Linked DNA regions of Mus musculus: region 1 is linked to region 2. Evidence: chromatin contacts called from public Hi-C data. All regions are on one chromosome and are shown on one strand. The core of a region is the stretch at or near the end of the contact, and the rest is flanking DNA. Distances in the headings are between cores, read along the strand shown.

Evidence for each region. Hi-C and Micro-C count contacts between places; a contact is called where the count stands out from the background.
Region 1: a contact with region 2 is called in a Hi-C map of hematopoietic stem cells, with 4 times the contacts expected there. The contact joins two enhancer-like sites. A contact is called at or near these places in 6 of 15 datasets of contacts at CTCF or cohesin (CD8 T cells, the G1E-ER4 cell line, the NIH/3T3 cell line and 3 more), 130 of 484 Hi-C or Micro-C datasets (the 63-12 cell line, the AtT-20 cell line, B cells and 72 more), 11 of 115 datasets of contacts at active chromatin or transcription factors (the HPC-7 cell line, Th17 cells, astrocytes and 7 more) and 2 of 9 other capture datasets (embryonic stem cells and liver).

Annotation. Positions count from the first base shown.
Region 1 is chr10:120,059,417-120,062,963 of GRCm38.p6, reverse strand. The region is part of intron 21 of Grip1 (glutamate receptor interacting protein 1); the gene reads right to left. Among named protein-coding and RNA genes, the nearest start is that of Helb, 52 kb to the left of the region's middle. Within about 2 kb of position 1,538, at least 40 of the 459 cell types and tissues checked have an H3K27ac peak or open chromatin away from gene starts, as enhancers often do.
Region 2 is chr10:120,135,000-120,138,610 of GRCm38.p6, reverse strand. No RefSeq gene overlaps it. Among named protein-coding and RNA genes, the nearest start is that of Helb, 24 kb to the right of the region's middle. Within about 2 kb of position 2,275, at least 24 of the 459 cell types and tissues checked have an H3K27ac peak or open chromatin away from gene starts, as enhancers often do.

The DNA of each region.
Region 1 (3,547 bases), core at 289-2,788, 75 kb after region 2:
CATCTTAACTAGAGAAAACCCTAAGCTGCGGGCTATACTGATATGCCTTTAAGGACCACAATACTGCTGACAGATACGGCAAACTGTGTGGAGGGAAGGTACAGAGCACTCTTCCCCTAACACGGGGACACCGGTGAGGCAGTCTGACCTTCAGAGAACGAACCCAGCATCTTAAACGGACACTCTAGAGATGATGTAAACCTCTACAACCTACAAACCAATCATCACAGAGACAGACAGGGACATTGGGGAGTCGGATCCATGACAGAAGTTCATAAAGAACATGAGGAATAGCAACGAGGCACACTGTCTCGAAAGCTTGTCTCACAGGACCACTGAAGGTCACGTGAGATGTGGGGTGTCACCTCCACTTGACATATCTTCCCCCGACTGTAGCGGTGGACAGCTTGCAAAACATGACAAAATACCAAGTGGGCTCTGCCTAGCAAAAGTGCAGAGGACTCCCAAGTTACCCTTTAGAACAGACAGTGATACCGTCTGAGACTCCTTATGCCACTGACTGATAAGACACCTCTTGATTGCTCTTTAAACGAGCTTTGTCATTGCTGTAATCCTTGGTCACTCAAGTAAATTTAAAAAAAAAAAAGCTTTTTTTTTTTTTAATAAGTTTTTCGAGACAGGGTTTCTCTGTGTAGCCCTGGCTGTCCTGGTACTCACTCTGTAGACCAGGCTGGCCTCGAACTCAGAAATCCTCCTGCCTCTGCCTCCCAAGTACTGGGATTACAGGCGTGTGCCACGCCCTGTTCTAAAAAGGCATTCTTTTAAACATGAGCCTTTTTTTCCCACAAATTTTGTTGTTGTTGTTTTGTGGTGGTGGTAAGGTTTAAAAAGGATAGAACCGCATCCATGGGAATGCGATGGAAAACATGCATTTTGAGGATTTCTGGGGCCACTGTTTAATTGAAATGTGCAACCCAAAGTCTGTTCCTTGTCACCCTAGCCAATGGTCCCCCAACAGTGTTCACACTGTTGTTTGCCCTTGGCACCACGGGGGATAAGCTGGCTGCCAGGCTGACACAGTGACAGGCAAAGAGCCTCCACTTCTCTGAGTGAGCAGTTTCCTGGCTTTGCATCCTGTCCTTGCTGGCTCTAGCTCACGCTTGGACAGCCGAGGAAAGCTGGAGTAAGACTGAACGAGGTCGACTGTACCTGGGAAAATGTGCCTTGTGAGGTTTCCCTCCTCTGCTAGCAGGTGGCCCTGCTCTCTCTTTTGGAAGCGAGAAAAGCCAGACTCATACTCTCTCTACTTCTGAAGAGAAGGGAGCCCAGCAAAGCATGGCTACAGATGATAGCCGAGTTCACACACCAACGGAGCTGCTTTTAGCTTCCCGTGATTTCCGCTGCAGGCAGTCCTGAGCCAGCAGTCAGGAGGTCTGTGCCTGGCCCCGCTGACTCCTGTAATCCACCACGGTGACCTCAAATATTTAGTGAAGAAAGAGGCATGGGAAAGAGTGAGGTATTTGCCTTTCATTTTTCCTCCTAGGGCCACGCCCATTCCTAACCAGGGGGCGGGGTTACAGAAGAATCTGGTGGCCCCCCGCAGCACTCTGTCCAAGGAGTAGAGCAGCATCACCGCACTGGCTCCACTCTGACAAAACTCCCAGCCTGCAAATGCACCGTGCGTGCGCGCTTGGCTGAGGAAAAAGCTGATGCTCCTGCCAGGCAGTGGTGGCGCACGCCTTTAATCCCAGCACTGGGGAGGCAGAGGCAGGCAGCTTTCTGAGTTTGAGGCCAACCTGCTCTACAGAGTGAGTTCCGGGATAGCCAGGGCGATACAGAGAAACCCTGTCTCCAACCCCGCCCCCACCCCCACCCCCCAAATAAAAAAGAAAGGAGAAACAAAATAGTTGAGTCTCCAGAGTGACTCAGAGTGACTCAAATGTTCCGGTGGAGTCCTCAGCAGCCTTAAGTGTGTGTGTGTGTGTGTGGGGGGGGGGGGGGGGGGGAGAACCCTGGAAAATTATTTTAAGAATCCTTCTGTCAAAAGACATATATCAATAGCTGTATACAACTAAATGCTAAACTTAATTCTGTTGGAAGTCATGCACAGCAGGGAACCAGTGAGTGTCAATAGGAAATCATTTTTAAAGTTCAATTGGGCTGAATGCGAGGAACTTGTCCTCTTGCAAAAGAGCTTTTGATTTGATTTGGCTTTGGTGCCTGGAGGTGTGTGTGGAAGTGCAGCGGTGACTCATCGCAGAGATGGATCAAGTGGCCACCAAAGGATGCTTAAGATTCCAAAGGGGACAAAAAAAAACGGACAGTTATCAACGAAACACAGCAAAGATTGCTTGTCCCTTATCTACAAAGAGAAAGCGTTTGTGATAAGCTGCAGCAGAAAACAGAGCTCATATTAAAGATAAAGCATGGAAGCTCCAGGGCCCGAAGTGTAGCCTCGCTTCCCCTCCCACCATTCTGTGTCTGTGATTGCATTAAAACAGAATACTATCTAGAACTAGCAAGACGTCTGCCCATGATTTTCAATCTTTAGACCTCAAGAGAATCCACTGACGATATTGCTAAAGTGTCCGTGTCCCTGGCTCAGCGTCCCTGAAAACACAGAGACCCTGCATTTTAACAAGCACTCCATGGTGACGGTCACCTCGCACCTATAACCCAAACAACTATCTAAAGTTTCTCTCTTCAAACTTGTCTAAGGTCTGTTAGTGACTCTTGGAATTAGTTCAATACAAGCTGTACTTAAGAAACAACAACAGCAAAAATGCCAGTGTACACTGTGCTGGGAAGTTTGGATTCCTTCATAGATAGGAAGTCAGTGTGCACCGTGTTTAGGAGCTCAGTACGCTTTGGCTTTGAGAAAGTTGGAGAAACAGAAGTCCATAGTAGATCCAGCACCACTGTTTACCACACCATCACCCTGAGTACCGAATCACTCCAGCCCTGGTTTCCTCCCACCTGTGGATGTGAGCCTGCATGTCGTTTTTTCCCTAAGGGTCAGGAATAGCAGCTAATGAGTCTGCCTTCAATATGAATGTGGACAATGTATAGTTTAGTCTGCCTTCATCAATGACCCTAACAGCAATGAAGGCATAGTGGATGAATAATGGACCATGTAGAGCTCAGACTTTCTCAAAGGACTGAAGAAACTGGGGGGTTGGGGGGCTAGAGGAGAATGTAGGTAGAAAGTAAGGGGTAAACAATGGAAGGAGAACAAATTGAGACATGATTTCATGCCAACTTAAGGCAGGATGCATTTCCATTTACTGTGTCAGTTTGTACCTATGGAGTCTTTGGGGGCCACGCTGATTCTGAGTCTGCAGCGAGGCTGAACATCATGGTTGCCAGAGACCAGAGACAGAGCATACAAAGTGCACACAAGGCTGAAGATGAGCTCAGTTTGGTAAGATGCTTGCCTAGCATGCATGAACCCCACAGTCTGGTCCATAGCCCTGCATAGAACCAGGAAGGTCAGATGTTTAAGGCTACATAATGAGTCTGAGGCCATTCTGGACTATGCAAGAATCTGTCTCAAAAGGAAAAGAAACGTCAGGATAAGATGTGCCCT
Region 2 (3,611 bases), core at 1,026-3,525:
CAATTGGGGTGGCAAGGGGTGGGGAATCTTGCAACAGTGAAGAGAAACTGAGAGGGAGTACTGTGCTTATGTGCCTCAGGAAGAGATGGCGTTTGGAACAGTGCAGATGGAGCCACAGTGAAGCGTTAATTCTAAAGGGAAAATGCAAGCTAAACCCAGGGGAAGGTAACCAGGTCTAAGGAGTCCTGTCTCCAGGGGCAGTTTTGTAGACATAAGTAAGTTACTTCATGTGTAAAGGTGATCAAAGCAGCTGCTAGCTAAAAGATAAATTGTTTCTAGTTGTAAAGAGTATAACACAGCCACAAATTATGCTGTTCCTGTAGCAAATTAATGTGCCAACGTTACTTTGTATTTCCTGGAAGGGAAATGCCCCTTGATACCAACTGCACCATCAGGGCAAATGTCCCCAAGAGAGGAGTTAGGGAAATGTAATTCATAATGGAACCAGTTCCAAATGGCGTGCTGAAGCATGGGATAAATAAATAGTCTCTGGTTATCCTACTACTGATGATAATTTCATGTCATCCTGAAAGTAAGCAGCAAATTGTATAGTGGGGCTGCCAGACACGGAATCTTGTCTTACCTCTCTTTTATGGTTTTTAATTTAAGATTAAAAAAAAAAAAAAGAGTTGTACTGACTTCAGCCAAGGGTAAATATTAATCTCTGACCTCTTACCGTTTCTATTTTATATAGCCTTCAGAAAAATATAAGATTGCAGCAGGCCATGGGTACGAAGCCAATATGCCTGTTTATATTAATCCCCTGCTGACAGCGCTAAGGCTTTGGTGGAGACAGGAGGCAGAGCAATCACTGACATTTTCATCATGCATTTGTCTAGCACTCGGAAGACAGGAAAATAATTTATGTGTTTACTCACAGCCTATATAGGCTATTAAAATGCATTTACCTAATGAAAAAATAACCGCTGAATTTTAGAAGAACTTGCTGGCGCTACCCCATCTTTCTCTCCACCTCGCATCCCGGCGCTATCATCTGGGCGTCAGTAATCATTTGAATGAGCTGAACGGCACCGTTCATTGTTTCCCAGGGAAAAGGTCTCATCGAGGACCCACAGTCCCTTTCGATTCCCTCCTATTCTAAGTTTCCCTTTGCCTGAATTGGGGTTTGCATTTGTCTGGATTAGTGGTTGGCCTTTCAAAGAAATAGTACACCTACTTGGTATTTCAAACAGGAAATGAAGATTAGGAATTAATTATTAAAGTGGTAAAATATCTAGAACTAGAAGAAATGAGGATATGAATTTACCCAGAGATTATTGACACTTCTCTACTTTTAAGGATGACAGGAAATAGGCAGACCTAAGAGCTGGGGGCTGCTGTGTTGCTGAGTGCCAACTACTAATGCTTCTGCGGAGGAGGAAGCAAGAACTGGCCGCTCTTTATGCCCCTATCATCGCTGTTAGGGCTCATTTAGAAGCAGAAGAAGAAAAGGTATCGCCATCCCTTCCATGTTCTTAAGGAGAAGCCGGCTGTCAAGTTCATGGAGGAAATAGAATTCTTCCCTAAAGTACAAAAGAAGGGAGGAACAGGAATGAGCAGAAACAATTGGACGTCATGATGTCATGTCCTGACCCCTGGGAAAAGACCACAGACTCAATTCAATTATAATTAAGGGATCTATTGATTAGCTCCTAGCAGGATGACAGGCTTAAAGCTGAATCTCAGACATGTCATGAAGGAGGGTGTGGGAAAAGGTCTTTTAAAGGCAAAAACCACAAGAAGACCTTCACTATCTATGAAAGCAAGTAAAAACTGGTCTGTTCCATCAAGGAGACCCCAAAATGACCATTGGGTGTCTGTATAAGCAAATTACAGAAGCCAAAAATGCAGTTAGCCATATTGTAGCAAGTAGATAGTCAAGGCTTATACATGGACAAGACTGGGTGGGATCACTGGGCCAGGTTACTGGGAACTTATCTTCCAGGGACTGAAGTCAGAGACAAATGGCTGATGGGTACCAAGATGGCTGCCTAGCATTAATGGAGTTTCTTTAGCCATCGTAGTCCCCACTGGCTCTAGATCATATGAATCAAACACTGATTAACATTTATGTGTATAGACTATGCCTTAGGGTTTTTATTGCTGTGAAGAGACACCATGACCATGACAACTCATAAAGGAAAGCATCTAATTGGGTCTGGCTTACAGATCAGAGGCCCATTATTCTCAAAGAGGAAGCACGGTGGCACGCAGGCAGACATGGTGCTGGAGACGGAGCTCAGAGTCGTACATCTTGATCCGAAGGTAGCAGGAAGTGAATTGAGAGACACACTTCCTCCAACAATGCCACGCCTCCTAACAGTGCCTCTCCCTGCTAGCCTAGGGGAGCCTCTGGCTGGAATCCAGAAGTAATTCCAGTGCCAGTGAAGGAAGGAACGCGCTGGCAAGTGTGTGGGGAAGTGGGGAACGAACAAGAGCTTCCTGGTCCATGTTCTTTGCATTGGCTGCCGGTAGAAGGTGTGGCCTGGCTAAAGGGGGCGGAGGGGGGCGTGTCTTCCCACCTGGAATGAACCAGTCAAGAAATTCCCTCACAGGTATACCCAATAGCTTGGGTTTTGGTTAATTCCTGATGTAGCAAAGTTGACAACCAAGAGCAGCTATCACATGGCCCAACAGACAACTCCGGCCCTTTAACTTATTAAGCACTCAAATGTGCTTGTCTACCACATATTTAAATTTCCAGGGGTGGTAATTGTATTATGCAATTTTGAATGAGGACGAGGCTCACGTTCTCTTAAAATAGGTGACATGAACCTGGAGAGGTGGCTCAGTGGATAAAACCTTTTTGCAAGCCTGAAGACTGGAGTGTTAGTAAGTACCCATAAAAATGCTCAGAAATGAGGTTGACCTCTCTGTAGTCCAACTGGAAGGCAAAGACAGGAGGACTCTGGGCAAGCACATCAATCAGGGACATAGGTGTTCAACAAAAGAACTGCCTCAGTAAATAAAACAGAGAGCATCAAGAGAGACACCCCGTATCGAACGCTGATCTCCACATACATGTGCAATGTACATACACCTATGGATGGGAATGCATATACATGCACATATAATATATATATACACACACACATATATATATGCATATATATATGAAAAACGTGACACAAATTCTCATTAGCTTCTACCTCTAGATGGCATTACCTTTTCTTTTATTTTTTTAAGTTATATCTTCCAGATTAATTTTTGCAAGTAAGTACAAGGAAAATCAGAAGTAAGCATGTATGGCTGGCTGCTCTAGCTACAGAACATCACTACATTGTCATTGGTTGAAAATTCTACTTCTAGCCGGCTCCTTTCATCAGCCCTTCCTGGTCCTTTTCTCTCTCAGCTGGTAAATCAATATCATATTAGTCGGTGCTCTCCAGAGGAGCGGAACCAATGGAGTATCTATAGATAAATAAGAGGAAAGGCCTTTAGTAGCTGGCTTCCATGATTAGGAAAGCTAAGATGCCCCATCATTTGACATCTGTAAAGTGAGACGCTCGCAAGCCAGTGGAGTAACTCAGTCTGGGCTCTGAGAACAGGTAAGACACCGGTCCCGGACTCAGAAGGACAGAGAAATAGAAATACTCCACCTGAAGACAGGA